2 separate regions of the Mus musculus genome follow, and region 2 is linked to region 1. A link is a contact called in public Micro-C data. All regions are on one chromosome and are shown on one strand. The core of a region is the stretch at or near the end of the contact, and the rest is flanking DNA. Distances in the headings are between cores, read along the strand shown.

Region 1 (6,196 bases), core at 2,427-4,926:
ATCCTCTGCTACGATGGTGTTGCTCAATGGAATCTTGGTTCACCTAGTTTAACCCTTCCAAGAACCTAGAAAACCCAAGACAGTAACATCATAGGGCCACACTCCTTCCTCACATGTAATCGGTTTCAGTTTTTACCTTCAAGTTTAGATTTGTTTTTATGAGGGTGTGTGTGTGTGTGTGTGTGTGTTGTGGTCGTTGTCGTTGTTGGAGGTGGGAGTCTCAATCTCATAGCTCATTATGTAGCCCAGGCTGGCCTGGAACTCAGGGCAGTTCTACGGTAATCCTCCCTAAGCCATGCTTATGCTGAATAACAGGCGTCTGCCATCACCTCCCGGGTCACCTTAGTCCCACAAGGACACCAGTGAGCTTTGCTGTCTTCATCTTCCACAGCAAGCCGCAGTTCTCCAAGGAAGGCACTGTGGTCTGAAAATGCCCCTCCTCCAGGCTCACGTGCTGAAAACGTAATCCCCTAACTCCCATATGTAAGGCGTTTGGAGGTGGAGTCTTTGAGGAATTACTAATATAGAACAGTATCTTGGACACAAGGTCCCCATGATGGGATCAGCAGCTTTAGAAGAAAAGACTCACGCTGGCTCGCATGCGGAGTCCAGTCTTGTGATGCACAGGAAACTTCATGAGACGCCTCAGCTCACAAGGCTCTCTCCAGAGCGGAGGCCAAGAAACCTCAAATAGAACTCAGTGAGTGACCCAGCCTGGGGTATTCAGTTACATCAACAGAGAACAGGTGAAGACACGTGGTCCCTGGAAGAACCCTCACACACGGGAGCACCCGCTGATGGGGCAAAGAGCTTGAGACTTTGGGGCGGGGCAAGGATGTTGGTTCTATTATTGTTTTATGCAAGCCTTAGGAGGGCCAGTGACTACTCAAAGAAATAGGGGCCTGAGTTTTCTCCCACAGCACAGAGGGCAGCCAGGGAAGGAAGCAACATTCTGATGGGTGAGCATGGTAGGAGGGTACTCTGGGGCAGGAGGGAAAGGGAGCTAGCTGAGGGCAGGACTGTTTGATAGAGTCAGAACAGAGACTTGGGGAGTGAAGGTGGGATGGACATTTAACAGTCAACATGAGTTCTCTGTCACAAGCAGGCTGGGAAATTACTCAGTGGGGTCCTGGAGCTGAGAGCAACTGACGCAGGTCTCTAAAAGCAGGAGAGCAGCTGGACTGTAAAGTGGGAAGGGCCATCCCACGGCATCATGGGAAGAAATTACAAAGAACCCCCGAAAAGCCATAAATTATAGAGAACAGTGAGGCGAAGTGGTTCAGGGACACTTTGCTCCTGACAGCTGGGGTGGGCTGTCACGCAGGCATGTCACGCAGGCACGACTTCTGAGGAGATCTCTCTGCTTTCCCCTCCCAAATGGGGACTCAACCAGAACCCAGGTTCTCACCTCATTGTTCCAAATGTCCCCAAATGTGAAGTGACGAAATGAATGCCCCTCGGCAAGCCAGAGAGTGCCAAGGAGGGGCTGAGGGTTGGATTTTAAAATGCTAACATCAAGATGGGGAGGAAGAGGAGAAGGAGGTGGTAGAGGGGGAAGAGGAAGGGGGCTGTGAGGAAGGAAGAAGAGGAACAGATGATACGAACAATTACAGAGTTTCTTTTTTTAAGATTTATTTATTATTATTCATTAGTACACTGTAGCTGACTTCAGACGCACCAGAAGAGGGCGTCAGATCTCATTATGGGTAGTTGTGAGCCACCATGTGGTTGCTGGGATTTGAACTCAGGACCTTCGGAAGAGCAGTCAGTGCTCTTAACCAAAAGTTGATACCGCAGCCTGAATTCTTTGCGTGGATAAAGGTGGCTGTGGAGAACGCGTTTGCCAGCTGCTTCTGAGACCGCAGAGAGGGAGCCGACAATGCTCTGACTGCCCTGCTCTGCTGAAGCACAGACGCAGCTTGGGAAATAAAGGAACGAATGCTGTCACGGGACAGGAAACGGTGTTTCCAAAGCAAGGTGGATCCAGCCGGCAGCTTTGCCAAGCACTGGATTCGGGTATAAACACAGCTGTCCCTCCATTTCTGTGGAGGAGAGAGATTCGCTCTAGAACTGTCTCCATATCTGTGGAGGAGAGAGGTTCGCTCTAGAACCGTCTCCATTTCTGTGGAGGAGAGAATGTACGTGGTTCTAGAACCGTCCTGGAACATCAAAAGTCAAGGAGGCTCTCGTTCTCATGGAACGGCAGACTATCTGTCCACATTCTCTACTCACCCCCAGCCCCTGTACACTTTGAATTCTCTCTAGATCATTTTTGCACCTAATACAATGCGCGCACATAAACAGCAGCCACACTGTACTGCTCAGGAAACAATGACAAGGAAAACTTTTGAACATGCTCAGTACAGAGGAAATTAATTTCTTTTCAAAATTATTGACACACACAGCTGGACAAGCAGTGCACACTTCTAATTGCAGCACTCAGGGAGGGGGTAGCCGTATCTCTGTGAGTTCAAGGTCAGCCTGGTCTGTGTGGTGAATTTCAGGACAGCCAAGAATACAGGGTGAGACCCTCTTTTTAAAAATCATAATAATTAAATTCAATTTAACCATGCACACATACACTGAGTCAGGTGGGTTTGCTCCATGCTGGTGCACGTGGAGAGCAGATTCTCTGTGATGCCAGCAAGGCTGGACAGCAGGAGGAAGTAACTTCATCTGTGCCTTGAAAAGGTTAAGAGGAGACCCAGCTAGACGGCTCAGCAAGAAAAGCCACTGGCCACCAAACTGGGCGATCTGAGTCTAAGCCCTGGAACCCAGAGGGTGGAAAAGCAGAGCTGATCCCACAAGCTACCCACTGATGACCTGTGTCAGGCTGTGGCACACGTGTGCACAGATAGATACATTGAGAGATAGATAGATAGATAGATAGATAGAGATAGATAGAGATAAGATAAGTGGGTAGGTGGATGAATGAATGAATGAATGGCAAAACATTTTTTAAAACAAGATAACCAATACAAACTCCTGCTTCTATTGGACATTTCCTAACATATCTGAATGGTATCCTTCCTGGCCTGGCTTCGGCATCTCTTGCTATTTCCATATGTCTCATTCATCCTGCCCCATGCCCACGTTAGCATGAATTTATGCCCCTGAGAAAGGAATCCCATCCCACTTTATCAAAAGAGTCAATAAAGCCAGTCTGGCCGCAGCCAGACCCTAGCACATCTACTCTTCTGCTTGGCACAAGCTCAGACTGCTTTTTAAGGAACCCTCAGGCAGACAAAAAACAGACAGGCCAGCTGTTCTCCTTCCACAGGGACCCGACTGGAAATGAGGTGACGATCCAGTCTCACAGTTGTGAGTGAGACTCGGCTGGACTCTCCTGCAGCAGCATCTGGGGTTACATCAGCTTAGCCATCTCAACACCTGGAAATGCACGGACTGGCCGGCCCTGGCGGATGAGAGCGGAGCTCGGGGAGCACTCTTCCAAGCTCATGATGACTACAAACGTGACAGTTGGCAGATGGTGAGGCCTGGAAGAAGAGCTGAGATCTGGTCCCTCACCTCTGCACGTCACTCCCCACCGGTGGTTCCTCCAGGGCAGAACCCTCAGGAGCCTGCGGGGTTTACTCTAAAATCACCACAAAGCTCTAAAGCTGCACAGGAAGAACTCTGATGAGCTTCAACCCTGATCCAAACCCATATGGATCTCCTTAACAACCAGGGGAGTGGGCAAGTGTCCGTGAGCACAGCCTAGACACAGCACATGCACACGTTTCTCCTGCAGAGGGTTTTCATTAACTTAAAAGAAACGCTGTCCTTTTTCTTCTCAAACTCAAAGGTTCCCAAAGGATCTATCTGCAAAGCTCTCGGGATGAATCAGGCACAGACAGGAAAAACTTACTAAACAGGGCCAACACTGAGGGCCGGCTGGGGACGGAGGTATGGAGGTAAGAAATCATTCCATTGTGTGTCCAGTAAACAATCAATAAAAGCACCTCAGATCAGCCAAGGACCCGCCCCACCCTGTCTCACATCACATTTGATGACTTACAGAACTAGACATCTTTAAGTCTACACATCAGGAAACGACACCCATCAGAATAACACGAGTCCCTGAAGGACAGGTGTCTGGCCTTTGGATCTGGACCACAGAGAAGAGAAAATCTCTCTTCTGCTGCCACCAGTGCAGATGGACAGGATCTGAAGATCATTTCCTCAGCGGGCAAAAGCCCAGGAAAGAGAAACCAGAAAAAGGTCACGTCCAAACAAATGCATCAAGCAAACCAAAGGATTTCCAGAATGCACTGGGGACACACGCCACCCGCAGGACTCAGAGAAAGCCGCCTCGGAGCTTAAATAGCCAACTGCTCCAAGGGACAGATTCTGCAAGTGTTCCCTGAGGAAGTCCCAGGTGATCAGAGGCTCCATGGAGGCGGGGTCTACCCCGGGAAATGGAGAACATCCTACAGCTCTTTCGATCACCCAACAGTGAGACCAAAGACAGAAGAAAATGAACACCTGGGAGAAAAAAAATCTTCATCCCATCTAAGACAGCTTTTCAAAGTACTTAGCGCAAGACCAGGAATTCTCAGCAAAAGCAGGGAGAGCTCACTGTATTATCGATCGTCTTGTTAACAGTGACAAATCCCATGGCTTGCCTGTGACACGTGAGTTCCCTCCGGAGATGACCACTGATCATCTGAGCAGACTTGGTGGGCTAGCCGAGAGGTCAGTTCGTGGAGATCAAGGCTGCTGACGTGGATCTTTCCAAGTCCAGGGCGAGTATGTGTAAAGGCTTCCTTCTTCTCCCACTTCCAGACCAAGAACCAGAAACACGGGTGTTCAATGCCAGTCTCCCTTCCACGCTCCACACTGCTCCCAGAATGCTTCACGAAGACCATGCTCTGTGGCTGCACTCCGCCAGGACAGGCTGAGTGGACAGGATTGTTCCTGCCTCTTCTGATGTTAGTGTTCTCTGCTTGGAATCCATTTCCCTTGTGCAGCTTACTTCCCAGTGGCCCGTGGCTCAACTTTATCAAAGGAACCCCTAAGCCATTAGGGAGGAAAAAATGGGTTTCTTGGCGATTCAGAACCATGTTAATATATTGCTGTGAAGAGACACCATGACCAACACAACTCTTATAAAAGGAATCATTTAATTGGGGGCTTATGAAGTGGAAATTTCTGGTGGTGTCATGTGATGATGTGTTGCTGAAGCAGACACATGGAAGGACATGTGAAGTTTGGAGAGAATATAAGTAGGACCCAACAGACGGTGACAATGTACTTCCGTTGCTAGCGGTGCAACGCTTTGTGGGTCTTGTGTCTTCTTCACTCTTGTTAAGAGAGGCACTGCAGAGAACTTCTCCTGGCATTCCGGCTGATTCTGGCTGCCCCCACTGACTCGTGCCAATTCGGCAGAGGCCTGGCTATTTCTGCTGGATTGTGCCACCACTGCTGGTTCACGTAGTGGTGACACTACTGAACTGGACTGCTGGTATCCTGACAACAAAGACTGGAATCTTCACGAAGAATTACTTCTAATCAGGTCTGCATGCACATTGTCCTATTACACATCTTATCTCCCCTACCTTTGGGCAGTGCACTAGAAGGGGGTCGAAGCATCTGAGAACCCTTACTAAAGTAGGTTTTGAAAAACCTAAGGCTATGTAGGCTTAGCTTTCTCACAGTCCATTCTCACCATGGCAGAGAACATGTCAGCACACGGGTAAACATGGTGCTGGGAAAGCGAGAGAGCCACTGCCTGATCCATGGCAGGGAGAGAAGAACACAGGCATGGCTTTTGAAACCTCAAAGCCCACGCCTATCAATGCACCTACTCCAGCAGAAACACATCCACTCTAACAAGGCCACACCTCCTAATCCTTCCCAACAGTCAGTGTGCCTATGGGCTCATTCCCATTCAGCCACCGCATGGACTATAATCCCAGACTCCGCTGTTTGTTTGTTTGTTTGTTTGTTTGTTTGTTTGTTTTGAGACAGGGTTTCTCTGTGTAGCCCTGGCTGTCCTGGAACTCACTTTGTAGACCAGGCTAGCCTCGAGCTCAGAAATCTGCCTGCCTCTGCCACTCCCCTCTCCTGTGTCTGACTCTCAGCCAGTGGCCAGGTCAAGCTCTACCTATTCTACAGCCACAGCCCTGCCAGGGCCACCTGGTGTCTTCTCGGTGCTCGAAGCAGATGGCTTTTCTAATCCACCCTGAGGGATTTC
Region 2 (6,196 bases), core at 1,421-3,920, 90 kb after region 1:
GTTCTGCAGGTGATCAGGCAGCGAAGCCCTCAGACGAGAATGCAACTGAGCAGAATTACAGGTTCTTCTGATAGGACCTTTTCTTTCTCTGAGGCAGGACCTCACTGCCTAGCTCTTGCTAGCCTGAAGCTCACTCTGTAGACCAGGCTAGCCTCTAACTCAGAGATCCTCCTGCTTCTGCCTCCCAAGCGATGGGCTTTGATGTCAATTTTAATACCTTTGTCCTCACAATCTCCAGGATGATAGACAGCAGAGGCTGGGAGACTGGAGAAGCTACAGGGCAGGTGCAGCTATAATGCTCTGTGCAAGAAGCCCACATGTGGCTAGAAGCATCCGAAAGGCCCCTATGGTCCAGGCAAGCTCCTGTCACGAGTTGGGTGTCCGAGTGGGATGAGAGAGTCACTTGGCTGCTGCTTTCTGATTCTCCTTGGTTCCGCCACACAAGCAGCTTTCAACCCCACTTTAAAGCCTCAGGAAGTCGAGGGTCTGTTTCCGAGATTGGTATAAAGGGCGCTCTTAGCTTGCAGAGAAATGTCTGCACTTTCAGAGACACACAAGAAGGCTCTACTCTCGAAGTATGCAGAACTCTCACCCTGCATGCAGCTCGAAACTGTTAGGAATGTGGTCCAACACAGAGTCATACGCTTACTTAAAACATGAGTGTGTGTGTGAGTGTGTGTGTGTGAGTGTGTGTGTGTGTGTGTGTGTGTGTGTGTGTGTGTGAGTGTGTGTGTGTGTGAGTGTGTGTGTGAGTGTGTGTGAGTGTGTGTGTGTGTGAGTGTGTGTGTGTGAGTGTGTGTGTGTGTGAGTGTGTGTGTGTGTGTGAGTGTGTGTGAGTGTGTGTGTGTGTGTGTGTGTGTGTGTGAGTGTTTTCACAGCATGCATGTGAAGGTCAGAGGTCAGCCTTAGGAGTCAGATCTCTCCTCCTACCATGTGGTCTCAGGGATGGTTGTCACACTTGATGGTGAAGTACCTTACCCACTGAGCCATCTTGCCAGCCCTGACAATACCATTTTCAGTGTGAACTTGGTAGATGACCGTGTCAAGTGGCACTGTCAGAAGACTATGCCTGCTTTCCCTTTTCGTCACAATCTACCCAGCGGTCAGATCTCCAAAGTGAGCCCTACCAGTTTGGCCTTCCAGAGTGGGCCTGCAATGCCCACCCTTTGTTCACGTTAGAGGAATCCCATGCAGGCTCTGAGCCCAGCTGAGAAGCCCCCTCTAAACTCTCGGATGCGTTACTCTCCACCGTGATCCCCAAGCACAGGGCCGCTCAGAGCACGGACCCTGGATCTCAGCATCAACACGGAAGCTGTTGGACGCTGTCACAGCCACCGAAACCTACGCAATGACCGACTGCTAGCAACTCAGCCGTCTGTGCGTCACCAAACTGCCCCGAAGGGGTTCTGATAGTACTCATAACTGATCCCCACTGTAGAACTGGGGTTCATTTAAGAATGACTCCTGCTCCCCCTCCCTCTGCCTTATACCTTTCCTCGTTGTCTTGTGGAAGAGAAGCCTTTCCTTAGGTTCAAGTTAAAATGGCAAGGGATCAGCCGGGCATGGTGGCGCACGCCTTTAATCCCAGCACTCGGGAGGCAGAGGCAGGCGAATTTCTGAGTTCGAGGCCAGCCTGTTCTACAAAGTGAGTTCCAGGACAGCCAGGGCTGTCTCAAAAACCAAAAAAAAAAAAAGAGGCAAGGGATGGAAGTCCATTATGAGGGCCAGAGGTGAGGATGATGTCATCTGGTGCGTGGGCTTCACGCTCTGTCTCACTGTAGCTCCCTCCCTCTTTCTCTAAGACTTCTTCTCCTCGAGAAGGACTTGAGTTAGATCCCAAGAACTCCTACAATCTGTCCTCTGACAAACACACACACACACACACACACACACACACACGCCTTGGCACACACGTACACAGCAAGCAGACAAACACACGATGAATAAAAATAAATAATTCTTTAAACAAATAATACATCTTTGCATCCTGAAAACTCCTGAATAGATTTTTTTTTCCCCCCAAGACTGGGTTTCTCTGTGTACCTCTGGCTGCCCTGGAACTCACTCTGTAGACCAGGCTGGCCTTGAACTCAGAGATCTGCCTGCCTCTGCCTCCCGAGTGCTGGGATTAAAGGTGTGTGCCACCACCGCCCGGCCTGAATAGTCTCCTCGGGTCTGGCTTTTGAATAGCCCTATATTCATTCACCAGCTTTGGTCTCCAGTGTGTTGAGCAGATGGAGAGTTCTTGTTACAATTCAATAGATATACTGAATACTTACTGCCTAGTCCCTTTCCAGAGAAAGCCCCTAACATAGCCAGGTACCCCGCAAACATGCACTTGTGGGATTTAACGAATGAGTCTGTTCCAGAACTGGAAAGGGCCATGTGAAATTAGTAAGTATACCAGCCGCCAGCCCTCCACCTCCAGCACACCCCAGACAAAAAACCAGGAATTCTGCAGAATGAGACCAGAATTTCCGTGTAGCAATTCACTTGACAGAAATGACAGCAAGGCTCCCACTCACGGCCATTATTTGAAGACTTTCCAAAATGCCGGCTGTGTACTGGGAGAAACACTATTTGGTGTGTCTGCAGTCCCATGGGGACAGTGGGGCTGAACCACTCCCTAGGATTGCCCAACAAAGGCAAGTCCCTCGGTGTGATTAACCTCTTGCCTCATCATCGGAGCCACTAATCTCAAATCTTAGCCTTTCGAAACTCAACGAACTGGCTGGTGAGATGGCTAAACAGATAAAGGGACTTGCTGCTAACACTGACGCCCTGAGTTCAATCCCTGGGACCCACACATGGGAAAGAAGAACCAAGTCCCGTGGGCTGTCTTCTGATACACCGACACACATACAAAATAAAGAAATACATTTTTTTAAAAAAAAAAGAACAATACACCATATTAGTACCTACACAGCATGACCCACTGGAAATAAACTAGGCAGCAGCAGATGACACAGCACTATCAGGCAATAGGTGCTAGGCTCCCCCTCAGCCAGGCCTTCTGCCGAGTCCCACGAGTACAATGCTGTGCTCAGAGGCCACAGTTCCAATGCACTTCTCAGAACGCACCCATTTGCAGTTGCAGGATGCCGCCCTACTGTGGAGTGTGTGCCAGCACACTCCAGGTCTGGGCTCGATCCCCAGCACTGAAGAGGACAGAACGCAGCACACAGCCTGAGCTTTCGGCCTTCACTGCCTCTTCGAGTCGTCCTTTTCCTCCCAAGAGCTTGTATTCACATAAAGATTAGTAAATGAAAGCAATCTGGCTGCCACCTGTCAATCTGCCTTTCTTGATAGTTTAAACTCTAAGATGCAAAAAGGAAAGAGATGTTGCCGCTCATGACAGGCAGCTGGGAGCAGCAAAGACTGGATCCCCGCCTAAAACCCTGGGAGAGCCCACGAGCTTTTGCCAGCACCTTGCATCAACATTGGACATCTGGCCTCAGACCTGGGAAAGAACGTTAGCATTGTTTTTGATCACCAAATTGTGGCTTAGGAAACTAACACCCTCATTAATCACTCCCTTTATTTTTCTCAAAAGCAATCTACAAGAGCCAGTATCATCACCAATGTGTGAACAAAGAGGGCCTGACTCTTGGGTAGAGCAACATGCTCAAAGCTATGGGCATGGGACAGAGCCAGGCATGGACCACATCCATGCCACCTTCTAAAAATGCCTCTCTGGCTCCAGTGGACTGACATGTGGCTTGTTGGCCTTCAGGAATAATCTAGAAAACAACTGCCCCAGTAACACCATTCTGATGAAATAAATAAATGTTCCCATTTCAAGAAAAGACACAAAGTAAGCCCATCCACCATGGCTCACAGGAGACAAGTAAGGTGATGTCAACGACGCGGCTCTAACATTCAGCGAGCAGAGCGAGCTCTCAACCTGCTCGCTGACAGTCACACTGTCACCCACAGCGGTCCTGTACCCTCCATCCTCTCAGCATAGATGCTGTTATGGCTTTAATGTAAGAAATCTCAGGTCCATTCGATCGGACACAGTCTCCACCTCGTGCCACTGCCTCGGGAGGTTGTGAGTCTCGACATGATGAAGTCTGGCTGGAGGATGTGGGCCACTAAAGAAACAGGCTTTGAGGTCTATTTAGTGGCTCCGAGTCAACTTCTCTGCCCTTGATTTGCTGAGGTGTGGGCAGTCACACCAGTTCTCCCTGCCACCATGCCTTCTCCACCACATCTCCTAAATAAAACAAGATAAGCCTCTTCTAAACTGCTTCAAAGTCCTCGACCACTGCACCAAGCAACGGAGCTATGTAAAGAAAAGTTGTAGCTGGCCTTCCCGAAGACACCTCTCATTTCACTGTAACCCCAGAACTGCTGCTTAGAATCCAGGAGTGTGCACGGTGTGCATGTCCCCATGGTACTCTTGACAAGCTTCTGCTAGAAACCAGACATGGAGGATTATGGGTAGTGGGGATTTTCAATGAATACATCACTCACCATTGAAGTCTGAAATACACCTCCACCTCCGCATTTCACTCTAACACCAACCCAATTAATAATGATTGGTGGGAATTAAGAAACATCCATTGAACATACTCGTGTGGAGATGTGATTCTACTCAGGAGAGTAAGGACACAGTGACAGCTATGAAAAGGACACAGTACCCTGTGAAATAATCACAAAAGACTTGAAATGATACTCAGCCTGTTATCCCTGATCACAAGGGACATGCAAATCAAGTCACAATGTGATATCATTGCACAGCCACTCAGATGGTCATCATCAAAGCAAGGGGGGGGTGGAGGCGGGAGTTGAGGAGTGGAATGCGTGAGAAGGCTGTGGAGAAATCGGAGTCCTTGTGGCACAACCCCTGGAAACAGCACTTGGTGTGTCCAGAAATTCGATATAGAACCCACTGCAATCCACCAACCCCATATCTGGGTTAAGACCTGAAAGACTTGAAAGGACACTTGTTGTGCACCTGAATGATAGAAGCATTATTCACAGAAGCTGACCAATGGGAAGATGGCTGGAGAGATGCCTCAGGCGTTAGGAGCCTGGATTGCTCTTGCAGAGGACATGGACTTGGTTCCCAGCACCCACACTGGAGAGCTAGCACACACATGCAACGCCAGCTCCAGGAAACCAAGGGCTCTGGCTTCCGGAGGCACCCACATTTGTGTGCACATACTCTCTCACACAGAATAAAATACAAAATAAAATAGAAATCTTTTTTTTAATTTTTTTTAAAGATTTATTTATTATTATATCTAAGTACACTGTTGCTGTCTTCAGACACTCCAGAAGAGGGCATCAGATCTCATTACGGATGGTTGTGAGCCACCATGTGGTTGCTGGGATTTGAACTCAGGACCTTTGGAAGAGCAGTCGATGCTCTTAACCACTGAGCCATCTCACCAGCCCCTCTTTTTTTTTTTTTTTTTTTTAAAGGATGGAAGCAACCAGGTGTCCATTTAAAGATAGCGGGAGAAGGAAAGGAGCCACAGAATGGAAGGCTGCTCAGCCTCAGGATGGAAGGAAATTCTGACACAGCATGGGCGAAACCTGAAGATACTGTTGCCAAGTAAAATGAGCCAGAAGCAAAGGGCAAAGGTTGTATAACTCTAGCTATGTGAGACCTGGACATGCAAGCCTGAGACAGAGAGGAAGATGGTTTCCGGGGGCTGCATACAGCGGGGAGGACTGGAGACTTAATGCTGAACCGACCTCAAGCTTCCACTTGGAAAGAACAAAAGTTCTCGAGATGAGGGTGGAGATGGCTACTTTGTACATGTACTGAGGGGCAGGGAACCAGCCGTGAAAAGTGGTTACAACGAAACACTGTATCTCAGACATGCTAACCACAATAAAAATTCTGAAAGAGAGCAACAGGTAACTAAACAATGCTGTGGCTAGGGGTGGCTCAGAGGTAGAGCACTTAGCTAAGACAGGACTCGGGAGTTAATTCTCTCTCTCTCTCTCTCTCTCTCTCTCTCTCTCACACACACACACACAAACACAAACACAAACACACACACGGGGAGGGGGCATGCACAAAGAATCATGGGGTTATGGGTGAGTCTTTATTTTTCGTTTCCTCTTTTAAATCTGAATTTCCATTCTCAAAAGCTGGGGGCATAGTTCTAAGCCTACCTAGGTGTACAAAACCCTGGATTTGATCACAAATACTATAAACAGAGAAAGAAAAGCACTTGGC

The links. A called contact is a pair of places that touch in the nucleus more often than the background predicts.
Region 2: a contact with region 1 is called in a Micro-C map of the AtT-20 cell line, with 1.8 times the contacts expected there. The contact joins two enhancer-like sites. A contact is called at or near these places in 22 of 484 Hi-C or Micro-C datasets (8-cell embryo, the AtT-20 cell line, the HPC-7 cell line and 7 more), 3 of 115 datasets of contacts at active chromatin or transcription factors (embryonic stem cells, extraembryonic endoderm stem cells and trophoblast stem cells) and 1 of 9 other capture datasets (embryonic stem cells).

Annotation. Positions count from the first base shown.
Region 1 is chr16:90,019,590-90,025,785 of GRCm38.p6, forward strand. It overlaps a transcript of Tiam1 not described here. Among named protein-coding and RNA genes, the nearest start is that of Tiam1, 62 kb to the left of the region's middle. Within about 2 kb of position 3,677, at least 11 of the 459 cell types and tissues checked have an H3K27ac peak or open chromatin away from gene starts, as enhancers often do. A contact at or near this core is called in the AtT-20 cell line, where this site is marked.
Region 2 is chr16:90,110,336-90,116,531 of GRCm38.p6, forward strand. It overlaps a transcript of Tiam1 not described here. Among named protein-coding and RNA genes, the nearest start is that of Gm10789, 29 kb to the right of the region's middle. Within about 2 kb of position 2,671, at least 34 of the 459 cell types and tissues checked have an H3K27ac peak or open chromatin away from gene starts, as enhancers often do. A contact at or near this core is called in the AtT-20 cell line, where this site is marked.